Regions from separate parts of the Sus scrofa genome. Here region 2 is linked to region 1. Evidence: chromatin contacts called from public Hi-C data. All regions are on one chromosome and are shown on one strand. The core of a region is the stretch at or near the end of the contact, and the rest is flanking DNA. Distances in the headings are between cores, read along the strand shown. Region 1 has its middle 100 kb from the start of ARID5B. Region 2 overlaps ARID5B (AT-rich interactive domain-containing protein 5B).

Region 1 (3,205 bases), core at 646-3,145:
TATCTAAATACTTCACATATAATTGAGGCACTTATCTAAGCAATGGGTAAGGGACATATATTTCATTTAAAACTTGTAAAAAAAATTTTAATCTCACAATCTTAAGATTTTGCCATTTGTATCTTGGATCTGGTGACAAGTTAAGGTCACCCCTGATAGATCTGAAGCTGTGGCCGACAACATTAACAGTCTTCAAATGAAAAGTATTATCCATCACAGGGTGATGTATTCAGTGATCCAGTTTCCCAGAATATGTTTTGGCAAAGAGCTAGGAATTAGTCTCTGCCTCCCTGCTTTATTTGCTAATATGCTATCCATGAATCGAGAGTAGACAGAAATGGGTGAATTTATTGCTTATGGTAACAGTCACCATAGGAATCTTCCTTGGCATTTCATCAAGGGTTTCTAGGAAAGAGAGGTTTCTTTCCTTCCATCCACAGAACAGAAAGCCCCATGGATGTGTTCACCACAACAATTGGAGATCACTGTCCCCCCACCATCAGGTTCAATAGCCTGCACTCTTGTGATTCTCCAGCCTTCCCCCCACCCACCTGGGACAAAAAGTGGCCTCTGAAAAGAATATGAAGGCCTCGTCTACCCAGATCCAGGAATGAAGCTCATCCAGAGTCAGTTCTGAGGCCCTGATTCCACAGGCTCAGGAGTCTTGCATCACTTTGAGATCACAGGGTACCCTCCCAGACCTCACTGTATTCATCCTCCTTCACTTTAGCCCAAGAGACCAACAGGTAGGACAGTGACATGTGGACAACTGTGTAAAATTATCACCATTCCTGGAGAAGAATCCCAGGCACCTGCTCAGCTCAAGTAAGATGCTGGGCACATCCAGTGAGCCTATTGTAGGACACTGGTCCTGGAAAAATAAGCCAAAGACATACTTGCTTACTTGGTTCCTGATTAACCACCTAGGACAAGTCACATGGATGCAAAACATATATGAAGTGAAAGCATAAAGCAAAGCCACAAAGCTACAAAAAGCACCAGTGTCAGTCATAAAAATACCGCAGTGTTCTATTTTTCACTGAATTAGTCAGAACTCTCTCAGGTGTTCATGACTGACCAAAATGCAGCTCAAACAAATTGCAACCAAAGAGGAAATTTATAGTTACCAAATTTAGAAATTTGAGAGATCAGAGTCTGCTGAATCCAGGTGTTCAGTCATGTTGTCATCATGCCTTTCCCTCTGTCACCATCTCTTGGCTCTGATTGTTCTGTGATAGCTTTGTTGATGTCTCCACAAGTTCCCAAAGAATCAGAAGTTCTATGCTTATTTCTGTTGCTTGCAACCTTCGAAGGAAAATGAGACTCTTTCTTAACTGAGTTACCAGCCCTGGTTAAGTCATAGCACCCAGGGGGTAGATGGTTCTTATTAGGCCAGTTCCTCATCCCAAGTTGTGAGCAGCCACATGTGACTAACACTAATCAAAATTGGGATGGGGGCAGAGTCAGAAGGTAAAGACAAAGAGAAAGGATCTTTTGCACAACAAACAAGAGATAGCCACACTACATATCAACACTTAGATGGTGTCATGAATGAACTTGGAAATCTATTAAATCCCCTGGACCCTCTTGGAGCCCTGTCTGGCATTTGTTCTTGAACTCAAGGATCCAGGACTGTACCAACCAGGAAACACAATGAGTGTCATCTATTTAACAGCTATTTACTGAGCGCCATCCCAGAGCTTGGTACTGGGGATACAGTGGCAAGCAAGAAATGCACAGTAGGGTAAGAGAGAATGTAGGGAATGATAATAACAACTGATGCTTCCCCAAGGTCCCTTAGGTGGCAGACACTATGATAAACTTATGTATCTATTTTTAAGGATGTCACAGGCACACAAAGGATGAAATCCTAGCCTGGACTTGGGCCAGGGAATGCTTCTAGAGGAAGTGAAATCGAAGCTGAAATTTGAAAAATGGGTAAGAGTTCAGCTGGTCAAAGGGTAAAGTTGGGTAGTTCAAACAAAAGAAACAGCATATGCAATGTCCCCAAATCAAAAAAAGTACTGTGTTTTAAAGAAACAGAAAGACTTACATAAAAGCAAATGGTTTGTTAATATAAATATCCCCAAGGGCAAAACTGTGGTTTACTCCGGTCACTTTGTGATCTCAAGCAGGTCACCTCTGGGTCTTTCTCACAAAGTTGTTAAAAGGATCAAATGTAATAATGAATGTGAAATACTGTGTAAATTTTAAATCCTCTGTGACCATAAGGCACGTGTAGAGAACTGAAGGAAGTGCACAGAATGGTAAAATGCTGCATGATTAAGGAAACAGGTCCCGGCTCTATGTAAGCGCACCTCTCAAGAAAAACAGGCTTTAGCTTTATGGTGCCCGTTTAGCCACTGAGTCCTCCTTTTAGTTCTTGAGAGGTTTAAACGAAAAGTTTTCAGACCTGGAAATTCACCAGGAGGGAGTGGGCATGGGGAAGAGTGGGCTCTCTGGGAAAATAATGGACGTGATCAAGGAATGTGGGTACAAGTCCTCTTTGTAAGAGCATCCTTGGCAGGATGAAGGGATCCAGGGACTTTAACAGAAAAGGAAGAAAAAGTTCATTTGTTCTAAGAGTACAATCAACAAAACAGATGAAGATACCTACAAAGAGAAGACAGGGTGTGAAATGAACATGGAAGGTTACAACTTATAGATTTAGGAGAAGAAGTAGAGGAAATAGTTTGGGGGGGAGTGGGAGACTCGAACTCTTAAAAACGCCAACATAAGATCTGTTTAAATTGTAACCCAGGCCAGAGCGTCATGAATAATCAGTTTGTCTTGGAGAATTCTGGAATTATAAACAAAAGGATACAAAGCATTGTCCAAGGTAAATATTGACATGACTGAAGAGGAACTAGAGAAACTTTTAACGACGCCAACAGTACTGCATCTGGGGAAGATGTTTCACATTCTTATAACAAATACTCGGTACAAGGAGTTGAAGGACGATGGGTAAGAATTTATTGTCCAGTAGGTTGAAAAATTGAGTTAGAACAAAAGCTTTTTCAAATTGAGAACAGTGATACTATAAAAACACAAATATTAATTCTTAAGACCATGTTATTTCTTAAAATAAAGCCAGTTCTCCCTGCCAAGCAACGATTTGCCCACAAAAATGAGAGGATTAGTGCTCTTATCCTGAAGCATCCATTCAATTTACACTGAGGCAGATGCGTGGAGTTTCTTCCCCAGC
Region 2 (2,975 bases), core at 24-2,523, 250 kb after region 1:
GTTTGCATTTTGTTTGACTTGGATGATGGGTGAAATTGAATGTAGCACTCAATAAACAGCAGCCTTTCCCCCGCAACTCCTTTCTGTAAGGCTCTTAAAGGGATTCAAGCTCAGTATCCAAGATAAAATTAACTTTGCTTTGGGTCTTGTCTGTGGCTTTTAAAAAGTTATAATCTCCACGGAATCAAGCTAACTCCTGTTGTGTGATCTTTGGAATTTATTTTAAATAACCCCCAAGATCTTCCTTAAAACTATATAGATATTGAAAATGAGAAGAGAGCATGCTGATTTACATGTACCTGCCAGATTCACAGAGATTTGAAACATGCTGGTCACGACGTTATTAGTAAATGCATGTAATATTTTTCAAATTGTTATTGTGAATTCCTCTCTCTCATAATTTGAGAAAACGCTCACGTCTCCACTTTCCAAGAGAGATGTTTTCAAACGTTACATTACTTTGATACCATAATGGGCTGGCATTATCATTTAGGTTTCTAAAAAGAAGATACAAAACAAAAAGCAAAGAAGGAGCCTGGCTAAGGGCTGTCTTTTCTAACACTGGGGAAGTGCGTTTTCCTTATCAACATCCTTTAAAACTAAGGGCTTCGTTATATTTATGTCAATTAGACATGTTCAAGTGTCATAGCTTGGCTTTGGGAAACATGGACAGAAGTGTAGTGTCCATCGAGATCTTGGGGGAGGGAGGCTACCCCAGATGTGGACATGTCTCTGAACAATTAAAGGGCGCCACTGTAGTAAGATTCTTGGTTTGTAGTGAGGAAGCTAATGAGAATGTCTCTCAATTGTTCTCCATTTGTTTCCAGCGCCAAATCTTAAAGGCAGACCACGCAAAAAGAAACCATGCCCGCAGAGGAGAGATTCATTCAGTGGCAGCAAAGATTCCAACAACAATTCTGATGGCAAAGCCGTTGCCAAGGTACGGTCATTCAGCTCCATGGTATTCGTTTTGGCTGCATCGTTTTTATTTTTCCCTTTTCTCTTTATCTCTCTGCTCCTGTGTCTTGGTGGCAGTTTTCAATTTAGAATCTGACTCTGGTATTTGCAGCTCTCTGCTGGGTCTGCTCCCTCTGCCACCTCCCCCACCCCCACCCCCGCCCCCCAGGGGTGGGGGAGGTGGCAGGGGGAGGGGCAGTGTGGGCATTCTGATTAGTCAACAGAAAGACTTCCCACCTCCCAGTTTGGCCTGTTGAGTAAAGGATAGATGATTAAGCGCCCACGTCATTGAGGCTGAGATTTCATAGTAGGTGACACAATGACATAGTTTACCCAGCTTGGATCAAAAATAGACCAGCTGAACCATCCTCTTTCTGAATGCATTCATCTAAATATGTTTCAGAGATTAACAGAGGACGAAATTAGAAGGGGCCAGAATTAATCTTCTAAGTTTTTTTTTTTTTTTTTTTTCAAAATCACCTCTCATTTACCTTAGAATAAAATTAAAGATCTAGAACACAATACTTAACATGTCTACCTATACTCATATATACATTTATTTGGTTTTAAAGATGATTCTTAATGCAGAGTGAAAGTCCAAATGCTAAGACTCTTTTTTCAGGACTCGGGGCTATTTTGCCTAAGCATTCTTTGGAATCTTGGAAGTCCATGCCTGAAGTATTTAGCACCATGAGGGGTGAAGTGTCACTTCATATTTTTAGGCTTATCTTTTTAAATTTTGTGGGCTTGGATCGTATTTCCATGGTTCCGTTTAAGGGGTGTTTGTGTTGAGGTGTTGTTTCTGTGCCAAAGACAGCAGTAGCCCTTTTAGGACCTGAACTGAAGCCCGGATTTCAACTGACACCACGTTTCCAGATCCAAGAACTAAACTTATGAAAATGGGAGCATTATCGGTGAATTTGCAAGATGCGGATGTAGAAAAGCACCAATTCAGTTCTGTGTCGACAGTCTGCCACGTCCTCCCAGAGTAAAGAAGCAAATCCCAGACTACCTTTCTTACCTTCAAGAATGATTGTTTCACAAGGAAGTTCTGAGCGCTTTCTGGTTAAAACTTCTTGTGCTTCCAAGATTGCAAGGGGTAAAAAGAGATCAACCAGTAGCCATGTATGTTTACTGGTTAAAAACAAATCTGTTTTTCTCTAAAGTTATTTTTGTTTTGTCCCTTTAATCTTCTGCGAGTGAGTCTGTGTGGACACCAAGAATGACATTTTCTAGGAACCTGGACATCTTGGCCCTAGAACTACCTGTCTAGGGCTTTGGCTTCTGTGGTCTTGAAGGATGTCAGCTGGAACCGTTTATTCCCTATGCCATGGCTTGCAGGATACTACAGAATGGAGCGAGATGGTTTCAGGATTGGAGCCTTCAGCAGAGCTTGTACTGACAATGTCTTGTGTTGGCGCCCTGCCCCATACCTCTCAGGTGACTTCATCTGTTTTTCCCAGCATGTTCTGTACCTGAGCCCAGCAGGATGAAGCTCCTTTTTGTGTCATCTGGAGTCACCATCAAAGTATGCCCTGGGAGTTTTACAAAATTCAGACAACTGATCAATAAGCACAGCACCTCTAACCTCCCTCTCTGTGGAAGGCCATTTAGATCTCATACAAGGACCCACAAAACTGAAGACAACTGGACTCTGTCCTGTATCTGCTGTTTCTGGATGTTTTCTTCATAGGAGGGACAGTAGCCAAGCCTGGGTTTTCTAAAAGATCCTTTCTACCCCGTCTGCACCAGCGCTGCCATTCAGAATCTTTACTGGGAGGATCATCCTTCCATCACTGGTTTCCATGGTGAGTAGGTGAATGTTGCTCAGCGGTCAGCTCCTGGGGACTGGTCTAGATGCCCGGTTCATCTTGGAGCCTTGGATTACAGTCCTGCCTTGTCTGCTTCCAGTGGATCTGGAAAGACCATTTCACCTTGAAGAGAAAGACTGGTAGGTATGAAGAACGGTGGGCTTGTCTGCTGGCACCAACAAATGGATGTCCAATTCCCACAGATGC

Evidence for each region. Hi-C and Micro-C count contacts between places; a contact is called where the count stands out from the background.
Region 2: a Hi-C map of liver shows a contact between it and region 1, with 5 times the contacts expected there. The contact joins two enhancer-like sites. A contact is called at or near these places in 1 of 47 Hi-C or Micro-C datasets (liver) and 1 of 2 datasets of contacts at active chromatin or transcription factors (alveolar macrophages).

Annotation. Positions count from the first base shown.
Region 1 is chr14:65,303,301-65,306,505 of Sscrofa11.1, forward strand. No RefSeq gene overlaps it. Among named protein-coding and RNA genes, the nearest start is that of ARID5B, 100 kb to the right of the region's middle. Within about 2 kb of position 1,896, at least 12 of the 83 cell types and tissues checked have an H3K27ac peak or open chromatin away from gene starts, as enhancers often do. A contact at or near this core is called in alveolar macrophages and liver, where this site is marked.
Region 2 is chr14:65,552,793-65,555,767 of Sscrofa11.1, forward strand. ARID5B (AT-rich interactive domain-containing protein 5B) reads left to right here. Exons shown (of 10, transcript XM_021072755.1): 5 at 828-940. Among named protein-coding and RNA genes, the nearest start is that of ARID5B, 150 kb to the left of the region's middle. Within about 2 kb of position 1,274, at least 21 of the 83 cell types and tissues checked have an H3K27ac peak or open chromatin away from gene starts, as enhancers often do. A contact at or near this core is called in alveolar macrophages and liver, where this site is marked.